4 separate regions of the Mus musculus genome follow, and regions 2, 3 and 4 are each linked to region 1. The links are chromatin contacts, called in public HiChIP or PLAC-seq maps. All regions are on one chromosome and are shown on one strand. Each heading gives the region's core, a stretch centred on a gene start, on an enhancer-like site or on the middle of the called end of the contact. The rest is flanking DNA. Distances are from core to core; before and after follow the strand shown. Region 1 holds the start of Mesd (mesoderm development LRP chaperone). Region 2 overlaps Arnt2 (aryl hydrocarbon receptor nuclear translocator 2). Region 3 overlaps Arnt2 (aryl hydrocarbon receptor nuclear translocator 2). Region 4 overlaps Gm26708 (predicted gene, 26708).

Region 1 (3,246 bases), core at 273-2,772:
CCAACCATTTCTGTTTCTGTTTACGAGGGTTATTTCCTACCCCCTTGTTCTGACAGATGTCTTGCTCATCTCTGTGACCTCCTCTTCCTCGGGGTCTGAGCACTGTCCATGGCTAGGCCTCTCACAAGGCAAGGTTCACTTTAGCAGGTTAAAAGGCATTATTTACTAGAGTCCAAAAAGGACAGTTGGAAATTGAAAGGAGTCATACCCACTCAAATCTACTCCAAATTTTCTTTCCAGAATCTCACAGTGGAGCCCAAACCAGTTTGAAATTTACTATGTAGCCCAGGTTTAACTAAGGCTAGCCTCCTCCACTAGTCTCTTAAGTGCTGGAATTACAACCTTGCACTACCATGGCCCCACTACTCCAATTCTTCTGTTGGGTACAGAGAACAACAACAGGAGTCCCCCCTTTTTAAGTCAAATCCAACAGGTGGATATTTTAAATGTATGCCCAAAAGTCTTACCTCCTTCCAACAATATAGTTAGCCACAAGTTAAAAAAAAAATCAGCATTGGAAACAAACTCTGAAAAGTTCTCTGGCAGAGAACCTTACACAGTGAATATAGCTATGTGTGTGATTCCTTTCCATCAGCTGTGCCAATCAAATACGACAGTACAATCAAGGGCTGCAGTGTACTTTTGATCAGGAATCCCTCCTTAGAACCTTTTGCATACCCCAAATGCAATCAAGTAACAGACCAGAATTCGGCCTCTCACAAAACAAGTCCACTACTCCCATCAATGAAAAACCTGAGTTGCATATGAGATATGCCTTAGTTCCCTTTACCAGTAAAATAAACCCACCCAAGAAATTACAAAAGCCCCAGCAGGAATATACACCAAAAGAAGTCGGAAACCCTCTATATTTGGAAAGATCTCTATCAAAGCTAAAAAAAAGTTGAGAGACCACCTTTAGAACCCATTCACTCCAGAACAGGAGGAGGAAGGAGGGAATGCTCTTCAGGAGCGCTCGCTCCCTGTTCGCGGCTCACAAACCACCAAGATCAATGTAGAGACCCCTGCGACATAGCAAGGAAAGTAGGGCTTGACTGGTGAGAGTCCAAGTGCTGACTGGAGTGGCTGAGGAGCCATGATAGCGAAAGACACTGGGCGAGAGGCCTGAGCCGTGGTGGAATGAAGAGAGACGCGGGAGTCAACGGGTACTGGGAGACATTTCAAGAAAGACCCTCAGAGGGCAGCGAGCGGGATCAGGGGACAAAAGTCAGAAGGTCAAATGTCCGAGAGGGTAAGGGTTAGGAGAAAAGGGATCTGTATGGGAGATGCTCAGAAGTGTGCAGGCGACACAGACCTCCCACTGCTCCAGAAGTCGCGCCATGTCGGCATCGTTGTAATCGCGGATGTCCTTCTTTTTCCGTGGAGGTGGGGTGGCCTCGCCCGGAGTGTCCGCCGCGTAGGCATTAGGAGGAGGGAGCAACAGAAGGTCCGAGGCACACAGAAACAGTAGAACCGCGCGCAGCCACCTGGAGGCAGCCATGTTAGCAGCCTAGCGTAACGGACTGCCCAGCGTAAGGCACAATGAGCCTGCGCAGACAGCGTGCGGAGTCCGGACGCCGGGGCCTCGCCCCCACCCCGCCCCCGGCCTTCCAATCCAGTCCCTAAGCGTGTTCTGCGCAGAACTAAACCCAGTACTTGACCCCGTCCCACCCTCGCGGACTCAAGTCCCAATGGCTCCGCCTCCGAGGAGTCCGTAGCCTACCGCACCCCGCCTCGTTCTGGTTCCTCCTGTCCGGACCTCATCCGGTAGCTCCGACCCCCTTGGCTCCGCCCACAACTGCATTCCCTTGGGGCTCCCAACCTCAGGCTCCTCCCCGTCATCGAGCCTTTCACCACTTGACTCCACCCCTCAGCCACGGTCTCCTGACTCCGCCCCTAGGGTACCGCCTCCTCACCAGACTCCGCCCCATAGCTCTGGGAGCTCACCTGGCTGGGGACCAAGGGTTCTTCCTCCTGGTTCCTCCCCTTGCCAGGCTCCGCCCCGCGAGCTCCGCCCCTTGGCCTGGCCAAACAATCTACTCTAGCTGGGTCCTGCCCAACTGTGCTTTCTCCACTATTTGGGGGTTTTGTTAGAAGTCAGCCCTTTTGTCTCTCATTCTCTAGCCAGGGTCTGAAAGTTCCCTCAGGGTTTCAGTGACAGAGTCCTCGAAGCCTATGAAATGAATGAGTTGGAAGATATGCAAACTACCTTGACCCTGAGGCCCTTTTCAGGGTGTTGACATTCAACTACGCTCCCTAGTAATTTCTAGCAAGAACAAACCGCCTGCTGAAAAGCTAAGGACAGCTAGGGCAACTTTTCTCGAAGACTGTAATTATAGGGTCTATTGTTATTCTGCTCCACGGATGATTTTCGACCCACCATTCTTTCAATATCACTGTCAATTAAACTGGAAAAAAAAACCCATTTAATTGATAACCATTTTTATTGTTTAAAATAGTTCCTGTCTCTTCTGATTTTCATCTACCACTGTGGCTTTAACCTATAGGACAAAACCACCCTAATTTTATTTTCTATTTTACAAGATTTTGACCACTAAGATCTTCAAAATTAAAATACTTGGGGTCAGAGATACTTTAAAGTTTCCTAAGCTTTAAGTGGCAGATCTGATTTCTTTAAAATTTCAAATTATATCATAAGACATGAAACCTTGGTGTAGTTGGAAAATATTCAAAAACTATACCTTAAGTACTGACCCCAAAGTGCCACATAATGCATACAATTTATTTCTATATTTACAAATGTATCTCAAGAATGGGTTTTCAATGTTTATATCAGCATACTGTGTTAATTACTAAGCATACTTGGGTTCTTTTTTTTTTTTTTTTTTTTTTTTTTTTGGTTTTTGCGAGACAGGGTTTCTCTTTATAGCCCTGGCTGTCCTGGAACTCACTTTGTAGACCAGGCTGGCCTCAAACTCAGAAATCTGCCTGCCTCTGCCTCCTGAGTGCTGTGATTAAAGGCGTGCGCCACCACGCCTGGCCTTGGGTTCTTGAGTGTTTCATTCCTTTACTGTTTTTTAGTTTTTGGTTTTTTGCTTTGTGGGTGTTTTTTGTCTTGTTTGTTTTCTCAAGACTGGGTTTCCCTGGCTAACCTGGAACTCACTCTGTAAACCAAGCTGACCTAGAATTCAGAGGTCTGCCTGACTCTGCCTCCCAAGTGTTGGATTGGAGGCATGTGCCACCACAACCATTCTTCACTAGTACACCAGTGTTTTTGTTTTTTCTCTC
Region 2 (3,246 bases), core at 496-2,995, 490 kb before region 1:
CTTTTGTTTATTTATATTTTCTAACATTTAGGTTCTGTACTTTACTATAAAATAAAATGTATTTATAGCCCTAGATTATGTGTTGCGTTTTATTTATGTTCCTAAACGCATTGTTGTTTGTTTCAGACGTGTGTTGGTTTGCATGTATCATTCACTTGGCCACGTATGACTTCACATGTTTCTCAGCCTTGTACTTTTACTTCATTATCTGTAAAATGTGTGTGATGATCCCTAGGTCACAAAAGAGCTGTGTGCATGGATGAGATGGTGCATGTAGCCTGTTTATTTCAGCACCTCACAGAGTCCACTGTCATCCTTGATCTGAAACTGGTTCACAAGTGGTTAAACACCCATTTTCATATCATCTGAGCCGTGGCCATACTGAGGACAACTCAGAACCCGTCCTTCATGCTAAGGACACTTATGTCATTCTGAGTCACAGGAGCGGTTGTGCCAATGTCCTTTTCTTTGATATTGAGATAACTACACATCTGTCTTTTATCTAGGCTATGGATGTCTTTCTCAGTGTTAAGCTGTGTGAACAGTGGTCTACTCACCCACAGCTTTGTTTTCTCCATTTACTAAGGATCTACAGGGTCTGAAAATAGTAAATGAAAATTTCCAGAAATCATCAATTTACATGTTTTAAGTAAGCTTTATGATAGTATGCTCTTATAATTGTTCTGTTTTTAATAATAGTTATTGCTGATCTCTTATTGTGCTTGATTTATAGGTTGAACTAACCATAGGGTATGTGTGTAGGAAAAATAGCACATGTGGGGTTGAGTGCTCTGCATGCTTCTGGAGGTGTCCAGGTCCCCTGTTGGCCTGAACTGGGGGTGTAGGAACAGGTCCCCTATAGGCCAGGTGGTACTGCTGTTCATTGCTGGAATAAAAGAAACATGATAATGTTACATGGCTAAAAATATACTAGGAGATATGTTAAAATCTGACATATTAGTGAGATTACTAATTTCTATCCATACTTTTGCCATAAAACTTGATGCTTAGATGGGCATTTGACTTGGCCCACCTCCTCATTTCTAGTTTTATTCTCTGCCATGGTCTGTCCTGATTGAAGCCCAGCATTGTCTCACCATTGGGAAACCCAGCAGCTGTCCCAGATAGGAGGATCAAGTGGCATCCTTGTATCAGTCTTTGGTCAAAGTCACATTCTCTGAGTGGTTTGATTTGGGCAGGGAGCTGTCCTGGGGGCAGATTCATCTGAATCACACAGACTACGAATAAGGGACATGCATCAAATAAGGATCTCAGTGTTGTTACTAGAAGGGAGGAGGGCCCAGGACAGGCAGCACAGCATGGATAAGGTGCTTTTGAGCGTCACAGGTTTGGGCTGATTAGTGGGTTGCATACTGCTTTTGCAGAGTTTTACTTATTGAGGAGACAGCACACTTATCTTTATTGTCAACCTGACTGTATTATAGTCCCTCATTGTGGGGAAGGTGTGGTTGCAGGACCAGCTCTACCTGTGGTGTTAAGAGTGAGAGACAGCTGGCCACACTGTGTCCACAGAGGAAGTAGAGGGGAGATGATGGTGGTGCTAAGCTCCTTCTCCTTTCATTCAGTTCAGGATTCCCACCTAGAGATGATGCTAAATGCAGGGTGGCACCTACATCCTCAGTTAACCACCTCTGGAAACCCCCTCACCAAGACTGTTTGCCCTTCTCTGGAGCCTGAAGTGCTGTGTGGTCTTTGACTTTAGAAACACATAGCTAACTTGCTGACTCTGCCAGTACAGCTTCCTGTGTGGTTGTGCTATTTCTGAAAACTGGAGGGTATGTGTGAGTACTGCTATCCTCCACAAGAACCACTTCTTCAGAAGAGCACAGGCAGGGCTACCTCTGAGTGCTAAGTTTATATCTACTCCCTATATAACCCCTGAGTCTGTCCACCGTGCTCACTTGAATTAAGTACTCGTTAAAACACCATTTATTGAGTATGTAGATAAAGAGGAAGGAAAGAACTAGACTGGTTGCCTGTCATCTTTTGGAATTAGTATAGAAGACATTCAAAGCCTGTGCTTTCTGTTAAATGTGAATTACTGGTTATGATTTAGCTGTACTAATCTGTTTTAAGTACAACTGGAGTAGCATTGGATTTCAGCATATTGGTGTGTGTGTGTGTGTGTTATATAGTATATAGTATATGGAATACAACATTTGGGCTGGACCTAGGACCTCTTACATGCTAGGCAGATTTTCTATCATAACCTGCAATTCCAGCTCTAATGTAATATTTTTAATTTTTTTAACTTTTATTTTATGTGTTTAAGTGGTTTGCCTTCATGTATGTCTATGTACTATGTGCACACAGTACCTACAGAGTCCAGAAGAGAATGTTGGATCCCCTTATACTGGAGTTACAGATGGTTGTGAGCCACAATATGGGCTGGGACCCATACCTAAATTCTCTAGAAGAGCAGTCATTTCTCTTAACTATAAAAAATAAGGTATTTTCTTAATAGGATAAATGTAACAGCAGTCACAAGGTCTATAGATCACCATGAGCATGTGAAGCAAGATGCAACTTCTCAATTTCTCCTTTCTGTGAAGGCTACCACATGAGAAGGGAGGAACCTCGGGAATCTAGGAGCTGAATAAATAGTTTATCACCTTTCATTGAACTTTCTTCTTAAACTGGGGTTCGTGAACAAGAAAGATGATTCTGTCACTGGTTTCATTACATTACTTTATTTAGAGAATACATTTCACATCTTAAACATATCCGTGGACTCCTCAGCTCAGACTATCATAACAAACTGCCATAGATGGTGTGTGTAAAAACACAGAGATTTAGTTTCTCTTGGTTTGGAGGCTGGGAAGTCTAGGATCAAGGTGCCAATCAATTCAGTCACTAGCTATGGCTGTCATCCTGGTTTTTAGCCAAACATCTTCCTCTTCTAACCACATGTGGCAGAGAGAAAGGGATGGTGTCTCCTCTCATAAGGCACTAAGCCCATTGTGGGAGCCCACTCTGATGACATTATCTAGACCTGGTGACTCCTGAAAGTCTCCTCTCCCAGTATATAATTTTAGGGGTTAAGGTTTCAACATGCGCATTTGGTGAGGCGCAATTCAGTCCACAACACCAACACAAATTATTGGATTAGATTATTTTGTATGTGACTCACACTTGGGGTGGTAAGGTTACTAACTCAGAGAGACAGGATGAGGCAGTGGAGTTAGCAGGTGTGCTAACCCAAGAAGCTAGGCTTCTTCTGTAGCT
Region 3 (3,246 bases), core at 454-2,953, 440 kb before region 1:
TTGGGTCCCCTGAACTTGCCTAGCTTCTTTGCATCTCAGCTGCAATGTGACCTGCTTGCTGATAAGCATATTCAGGGCTGTTACTGTTATAACTGTGAACCATCCTGCTCTATGAGTCAACACTATCAAAATCCCAAGAATGAATCGTGCAGTCCTGGAAATGGCATGTGACTTAGCTTGCCTCAGCATCTTGGCATCACGTCCATTCAGCTGGGAATAGGATATAGATGGAGGATGCTGCCCAATCCCTCTGCTGTTCCTTAGTTGATCCCTCTTCATTTCTTCCCAGCCCGACCACCTAACTGACATGGGCTGGCATAAAGAGCAGTATGTTCTTGTCTACACTGATCAGGTTTGCTGGGGTTGGAATCCAGACCATCAGATCCAAGCAGCCAGCCTACCTCTTCAGGATTCTTGCTTATGCATTCACAGCTGCCTGAGTTCTAAACTGGGCTTCTGTCTGTCTTCATTTGCCCTTCTTTGTTCTGACTCGGCTCACCATCTGATACATGAGTCCTAGCCAGCTTCCTCCTGCCTTGGATCAGACCTGCAACTTTGCAGTGGCCGCATTGGCAGAAGCAGATTCAGACCCATGCCTACCTGTGCCTCTGGGGATAGAAGAGGGCCTTAGATCCCCTGAAACTGGAGTTATTAACTGATGTGAGCTGGGATTTGAGCTCAAGTCCTCATCCTCTGCGGGAGCAACAAGTTTTTCCAACCTCTTAGCCATCTCTTCAGTCCCCTCATCTGTATTTTTAAAAGCAACTCTGTGGTTCCAGCATGAACCAGAATCTAAGAATTCCAATATCCCGATACAATCTCTGGGAACGACAAAAAATAAAAGGGAAGAGACCACAAACAGAGTACAGTCCAATCTGCCCAGTACCTAGGAGAGAGAATTAAAAAAGATGAAAAGACTACTTTTGATTTTACTCCACCAAGAAACAGAATGTTAAAGATGTATAGCATGATGGAAAATCCACAGCATCTGCCCTTTAAACACTGCCAGAGTCTCCACTTCTTCACCAAGTATCTTTCATCTTAACCTTTATACCCAAGCAGCGAGTCCACAGACCACCCCCCCCCCCAATGACAAAAATAGCCTGGGAATAGTATTGTTTTCAGGAAGATGTAATTATTTCGAGTTGTTTGGAACATTTTGAGAGACACTGAATCATTGCTTCCTGGTGCTATGATTTAGATCTTGGTAAAAACCTCACGTGATGGTCAGACTTTGTGCAGCCTTCAGTTAAAAATAGCTTGATTGCAAAACCCCAGTGTGCTCGAGAAAATTAAAATAGTTTCCTCCAGCTTCACCAAGGAATGACACACATCTCCCCCTGAAGTGGCATGACCCAAGGCAAACGGTTGAATGGAAATCCATGCATAAGCTCTGCCTTTCCTCTTCACTGCCTTTTCAGTAAATGCTAATTGAAGAAAGCATCTGCATCCAGTTTTCCCTTTATTTTTGTAAATTCTTTGCTTACACCCGGACGAAAAGCCTTCTCTGCCAGTTGCGTGCTTAGGCATTGATCCAATGGAAAGATGCATGGATGGTTTGCAATTTTCCCCTTCGAGTGATGACATAAATTACTCCCCAGTGAGCTATTTACAATGTCGTTCTTTAACCTTGACCCAGTGCACATGTTTTGAGGACTGAGAATCACAAGAGCTCTATATAGTGAGGTTGTGGAGGCCAATCCCGCCTGTCCTTTATAGCTTTCCCACTATGACTCGTTTGTGACATGGCCTCGTGGTTTTGAATGTAGGTAGCAATAAAGCCAGTCACCTTGGGAGAGAGCCATTTCCACTTCAGTATGTTTGTATTCAGCACACTAAGTATTGTAGCCCATGAATCTGCCACTGTCTCAAACAGTGCATTGAGTTGCATTGGTTAGGAGACTTTCACACTAGCAGACTATCAGTGAGCTGATGGTAGGAGCTATAGAGATAGATTCAGTTCTGCTGGATGACCTTGATCAAGGTTGGGATTCTCCCTAAGCCTTTACTTTCTCCTCAGTGTTGATGTGAGGATGGTGCTCAGAGCATACCTGCCATATCTCAGCTTCCTTTTTCCTGTCTTTGGTACCTTTATCTTTAGTGGAGTTCCCTAGACACATAGTTGCACACAGCTATGTGAACACTCTTGGGACTAAATGTTGAGGGAGATGGGGAAAGGTCAGGGGAGGTCAGAAAAGAAACTAGGTTCAGGAGAAATATGACCTGTATGAATGGGGATCCGAAGTATAAATTGCACAAAATTTGCCCCAATTGGAACAAGAAACTCTTTGGCCACCCTATCCTAAGCAGTCACCGACCCCAGGCTTGAAAGGGGAAGCTTCAGGCCAAGTGGTGTCATGAAGAAAATGCAGGTGGGAGCCCATAACAAATGAGGGGAGGGACACTCCAGTCCTCCTGGAACAAGAGGCCTAGAGGAACCTCTGTGGAATATCTGAAAAGTCCTTCAAAGCAAAAGAGGCCCGCGCCAGAACTGGTGAGACCTAAGCTTGCCGTGGTTTGCCCGAGATGATCTGATAAAGCAAGTGTCAGGTATGCTAAGACTGAAGCCAAGGTAATGGGGCTCTCTGGTCTCCATTCTCCTTGGAGCTGGCAATGCCTTGGTTTATGACTGAGTCTAGTCCCTGAGGCTTAGTACCCACTTTTTATGAGTGAGGAGGGCTTCTTTTTTTGCAGTCCACAATCTGTCTTTTATTCCACAAATTATTAGACATGCATCTCTGATGGAGATGGAAGATACAGCTGGAAATGAACTCGACATGCTCATCATCCACAGCAGAACTCCCAGAGAGGCTGGGCCACAGACAGTCACATGGTAAGCCCAGGATGAAAAGGCTCTGTGTGCTCAAAGGAAAGAAGATGCTAGGATAAGAACAGGGACCCTCACTCCTATGTTGGGGGATGTGCAGCAGGGAAATGATTCAGAGAGTGGAGATTCATAATTTACATGGTCAGCCTGTGGGATTAGCCAGTCTCAGAAGGGAAGTTTTTGTGAGTGTGATGAGACAGGCCAGCTAGTGATGGCCCTAGAGAGCCATTTTTGCATTTGAGATTTACTCATAGCGCAAGATGCAGTCCCTAGAAGAATGTTAGCATGCTCTAATTTGCATTTTTATAGATAAAGGCTCTTCTGGCTGTGGGAAGGAAATGTTTTTTTGGAATCTAAGAATAAGAACTATTTATGTACTATTAGAAGTGCTGTGCAAGGTGACTCCACAAATATTTTTC
Region 4 (3,246 bases), core at 312-2,811, 350 kb before region 1:
ATCAGTGATCTATGTGAGGATGTCACACAGGGGTTACCGGAAACTATGGAGATCTCTCAGGTGTTCTCAAAATGTGGTTTAAGGACTTGCCGTGAAAAAGCCCACAAAGCCTGCCTGATCAGCTGAGAAACAGGACTCCAAGAACTAAGTGGGTGCTAAAACTGAGTCATTATACATCCACCTTCCATGGCTGAATAAGGAGGGGTCAATTGGATATCCACAGACTCTGTCTTTAGGTAAGGAAGCAGGGAGAAACCTATCCAAGCCAGGTTGCTACCAACTCCTCTGGAAGAAGACATAAGAAGAAATTATTCTTGGTGAAAGCTGCCTCTGGACTTTGGAATTTATGTTCATCATAATTCAGAGTCCATGGTACCCAACTCCTGACCTTTGAGTGGTAGGGAACTCACTGCTCTTTGGGTCCCCCACTCTTCCTTCATGGCCCCTATCTAGAGTAAGCCCATATTGACTGCTGGCAAACTCAAGGATTCCAGTTATGTCTCAGTGCCCCAGCCCTATGCTGGCTATAAGCCAGTATCTTGTGTTTTTATTGCTGTTTCAAGCTGTGATATGGAAGCTGAGAGAAGAGGTGGACACATGAGTGCATTTGGTTATACCAGAAACATTGAAATCAGAAGCAGGCTGCAAAGTGAAGACATGGCTAGGACTAGAAATACTCAGGAAACAAGCATCTCAGCTGGGGGTCCCAGAGCTTTGCCCCTTAGTTTTACTGGAGATACATCCAGATAAGCATTCTTCCTTCGTGTTTAGATTACAGATGGGAGGTAAGGGCATGCAAAGGGGCAGAGGGTGGCATTTCATCTAAGCTGAATCCTCCATGTCAATAAAGATTCTCGGTGCTGGGCGTGGTGGTGAATGCCTTTAATCCCAGCACTTGGGAGGCAGAGGCAGGCCAGTTTCTGAGTTCGAGGCCAGCCTGGTCTACAGAGTGAGTTCCAGGACAGCCAGGGCTACACAGAGAAACCCTGTCTCGAAAAAGAGAGAGAGAGAGAGAGAGAGAGAGAGAGAGAGATAGAGATAGAGAGAGAGAGATTCTCAGTGAAGAGGGGGCAAGAATTGAAAAGCATAGGGAAAGAGGTAATTCCTGACCAGCTCATGGAGTGAAGGGATGTCCCAGGCAAATGGTTTGAAGATGAAGAAATGGAAGAGGCAGAAGATACGGCTGTGGCCAGGATAGAAATGTTGGTCCTCATTGCATGAGTGAGCCCAAGGATCACTCATAGATGGATCTGTGATCCTTTGCCCTCAGTGTGGTGATGGATGTAAATGAGGCGCTTAGGAGCATTGGGATGAGAGCATGCAGCCTGGCTAAGCAAACCAGAGAGGTCAGTAGAAACCCTGTCACCTACTGTTGTCCTCTTAGAGACCCTGTCATCTACTGTTGTCCTCTTAGGAAGAACAAGTCTACCCCTTGGGACACTTCCATGACTACCATCTTTGTGTTTTCTTTTAAGCCAGGTCAAAGCACCATCCTCACATTGTAAGGTCCTGCTTTGTCAAAGCACAAAGTGGTGTGCCAATGACATTACATCCCGTCAGTCAGCCTCCTGACAATGACTCAGAGGAGCTGAGGCACTACCACTGGCTTCTGTGGTGCAGTACATATAGCTCATGCTTTCTCCAGAGTTTTTCTGTGGAGGTGAGATCATTTCCCTCTGTGTGAACTTGACGCTATGGCCTTGCTCAGTATCTCTAGATTTGAGCCCCTTGCTGAAGTGAGATGTCCTCTACCTTCACACACCCAAACCTGGGGTTGCTGTCAGCTGCCCTTCATCTCTTCCTCTTCCGTTGGTTGGTTGGTTGGTTTGGTTTGGTTTGGTTTGGTTTGGTTTGGTTTGGTTTGGTTTGGTTTGGTTTGGTTTGATCTTCTGTGGAAGTACAGGGTGGAGGTACTGACAGATGGAGGTTCCATATTCCTTCCACTTTCTCTGTGAACTCTCCCCTAATAAGCCACTTTCACACACATTTTGAGTAGATTCTATTTCTGAAGACACCAAACTCAGGCAGTGTCCCTGAAACAAGGATCAAACCTTGGCAACACAGAGAAGAACTAGGAAATACTTGCATGGAAATGATCCTATCATATTTTAAGTGTAAGGGACACAGTTTGGGATGAGAGGATAGTAAATTACATTTCTTGAAGGCAGAAATTTCAGAGCCCAATTTAAAAACAAAACAAAACAAAACAAAAAACCACGGCACAATAACACATGCTTGTAATCACAGCACTGGGGAGGCAGAGATGAGTGTGGCCCAAGCCTCTCTGGGAAGATGGGGCAGTCAGTAAACCGCTGTACCACAGGTGTGGACGCCTGAGTATGGACCGTAGCACCCATGTCCATGCACAGCGTGGTGACACTTGCTTTCAATCCCAGGGCTATGGAAGAGGGAATGGATAGGCAGATCCTGAAGCTCATTGATGAGTCAGCCTTAGAGTCAATGAACCTCAGATTCAGAGAGCCACCTTGTCTCAGAGACTCAAGGTGGAGAGAGCTCGAAAGACACCCAGTATTGACCTCTGGTCTCCATCTGCATATGAACACATCCACGTTCTTAAGTACATAACCCAAATACACAGCATATGGGCAGGTACGTGCAAACACACTCATACATTCACAAATGCTACAGACAAAATCCAATCCTTTCTTTAAAAAAAATTACTGTTTCTGTACTATTTTGATACTGAAGTTATAGACAAGACTTTGAACTCAAAGAAACCTATTTTTCCAAGAGCTGGGAGGAGCAGCCTGTCTTTGTTTACCTGGGACTTTCCACTGTTCGCAGCAGAAGCCCCACGTTCCAGGAAATGCCTTTAGTCCTGGGAATCGAGCACTTGTAGTCACCCAGCCCAGGACCCCAGGATTTGTTGGCAAGGAAGGCAGGGTCCTGGAGAGGAGGAAGTGGACAGGATTTTGCAAGGCCACAGAAGGCTGGAGCTGGCATGAATCTCTGCAACAGCTGAGTCCTTGTTCCCAGATGAGGAAAGAGTCCTAGAAGGTCAAGGGGGTTTTCTTTTCTTTCCCAAAAGCCTTAGCAAGAGAGTACAGCTGAGGGCTGGGGAGACTGCTCAATGGGTAAAGTGCTTGTTACTTAAGTGTGAAGGCCAGAGATCTGCTCTCCAGAGCCCATATGAATGCAGGAAGATCTCAGTAGCCAGCCTGTAATTCCAGCCCTCGGGAGGCAGAGAAAAGATCAGTAGAGCAAGCTGGCTAGATAGTCTAGCCA

What was found. HiChIP or PLAC-seq counts read pairs in DNA pulled down with a chosen protein or histone mark.
Region 2: an H3K4me3 HiChIP or PLAC-seq map of bone marrow-derived macrophages shows a contact between it and region 1, with 2.9 times the contacts expected there. The contact joins the enhancer-like site here to the promoter of Mesd in region 1. A contact is called at or near these places in 12 of 115 datasets of contacts at active chromatin or transcription factors (the 230-238 cell line, the NIH/3T3 cell line, bone marrow-derived macrophages and 7 more) and 3 of 9 other capture datasets (embryonic stem cells, liver and pancreatic islet).
Region 3: an H3K4me3 HiChIP or PLAC-seq map of bone marrow-derived macrophages shows a contact between it and region 1, with 4 times the contacts expected there. The contact joins the enhancer-like site here to the promoter of Mesd in region 1. A contact is called at or near these places in 3 of 39 promoter capture datasets (cranial neural crest, maxillary cranial neural crest and second pharyngeal arch cranial neural crest), 2 of 484 Hi-C or Micro-C datasets (embryonic stem cells and uterus), 23 of 115 datasets of contacts at active chromatin or transcription factors (the 230-238 cell line, the NIH/3T3 cell line, bone marrow-derived macrophages and 14 more) and 3 of 9 other capture datasets (adipose tissue, embryonic stem cells and macrophages).
Region 4: a contact with region 1 is called in an H3K4me3 HiChIP or PLAC-seq map of bone marrow-derived macrophages, with 3 times the contacts expected there. The contact joins the enhancer-like site here to the promoter of Mesd in region 1. A contact is called at or near these places in 1 of 484 Hi-C or Micro-C datasets (embryonic stem cells) and 17 of 115 datasets of contacts at active chromatin or transcription factors (SST interneurons, bone marrow-derived macrophages, embryonic forebrain and 5 more).

Annotation. Positions count from the first base shown.
Region 1 is chr7:83,890,542-83,893,787 of GRCm38.p6, reverse strand. It overlaps Mesd (mesoderm development LRP chaperone), which reads right to left and starts at 1,522. Exons shown (of 3, transcript NM_023403.4): 1 at 1,313-1,522. The coding sequence starts at 1,498.
Region 2 is chr7:84,385,155-84,388,400 of GRCm38.p6, reverse strand. All of the region lies in intron 1 of Arnt2 (aryl hydrocarbon receptor nuclear translocator 2), which reads left to right. Among named protein-coding and RNA genes, the nearest start is that of Arnt2, 23 kb to the left of the region's middle. Within about 2 kb of position 1,745, at least 29 of the 459 cell types and tissues checked have an H3K27ac peak or open chromatin away from gene starts, as enhancers often do. A contact at or near this core is called in bone marrow-derived macrophages, where this site is marked.
Region 3 is chr7:84,331,093-84,334,338 of GRCm38.p6, reverse strand. All of the region lies in intron 5 of Arnt2 (aryl hydrocarbon receptor nuclear translocator 2), which reads left to right. Among named protein-coding and RNA genes, the nearest start is that of Gm30873, 4.1 kb to the left of the region's middle. Within about 2 kb of position 1,703, at least 50 of the 459 cell types and tissues checked have an H3K27ac peak or open chromatin away from gene starts, as enhancers often do. A contact at or near this core is called in the NIH/3T3 cell line, bone marrow-derived macrophages, embryonic basal ganglia and 2 more, where this site is marked.
Region 4 is chr7:84,240,321-84,243,566 of GRCm38.p6, reverse strand. All of the region lies in intron 2 of Gm26708 (predicted gene, 26708), which reads right to left. The region is part of intron 2 of LOC117997403 (a long non-coding RNA gene); the gene reads right to left. Among named protein-coding and RNA genes, the nearest start is that of Gm26708, 8.9 kb to the right of the region's middle. Within about 2 kb of position 1,561, at least 4 of the 459 cell types and tissues checked have an H3K27ac peak or open chromatin away from gene starts, as enhancers often do. A contact at or near this core is called in bone marrow-derived macrophages, where this site is marked.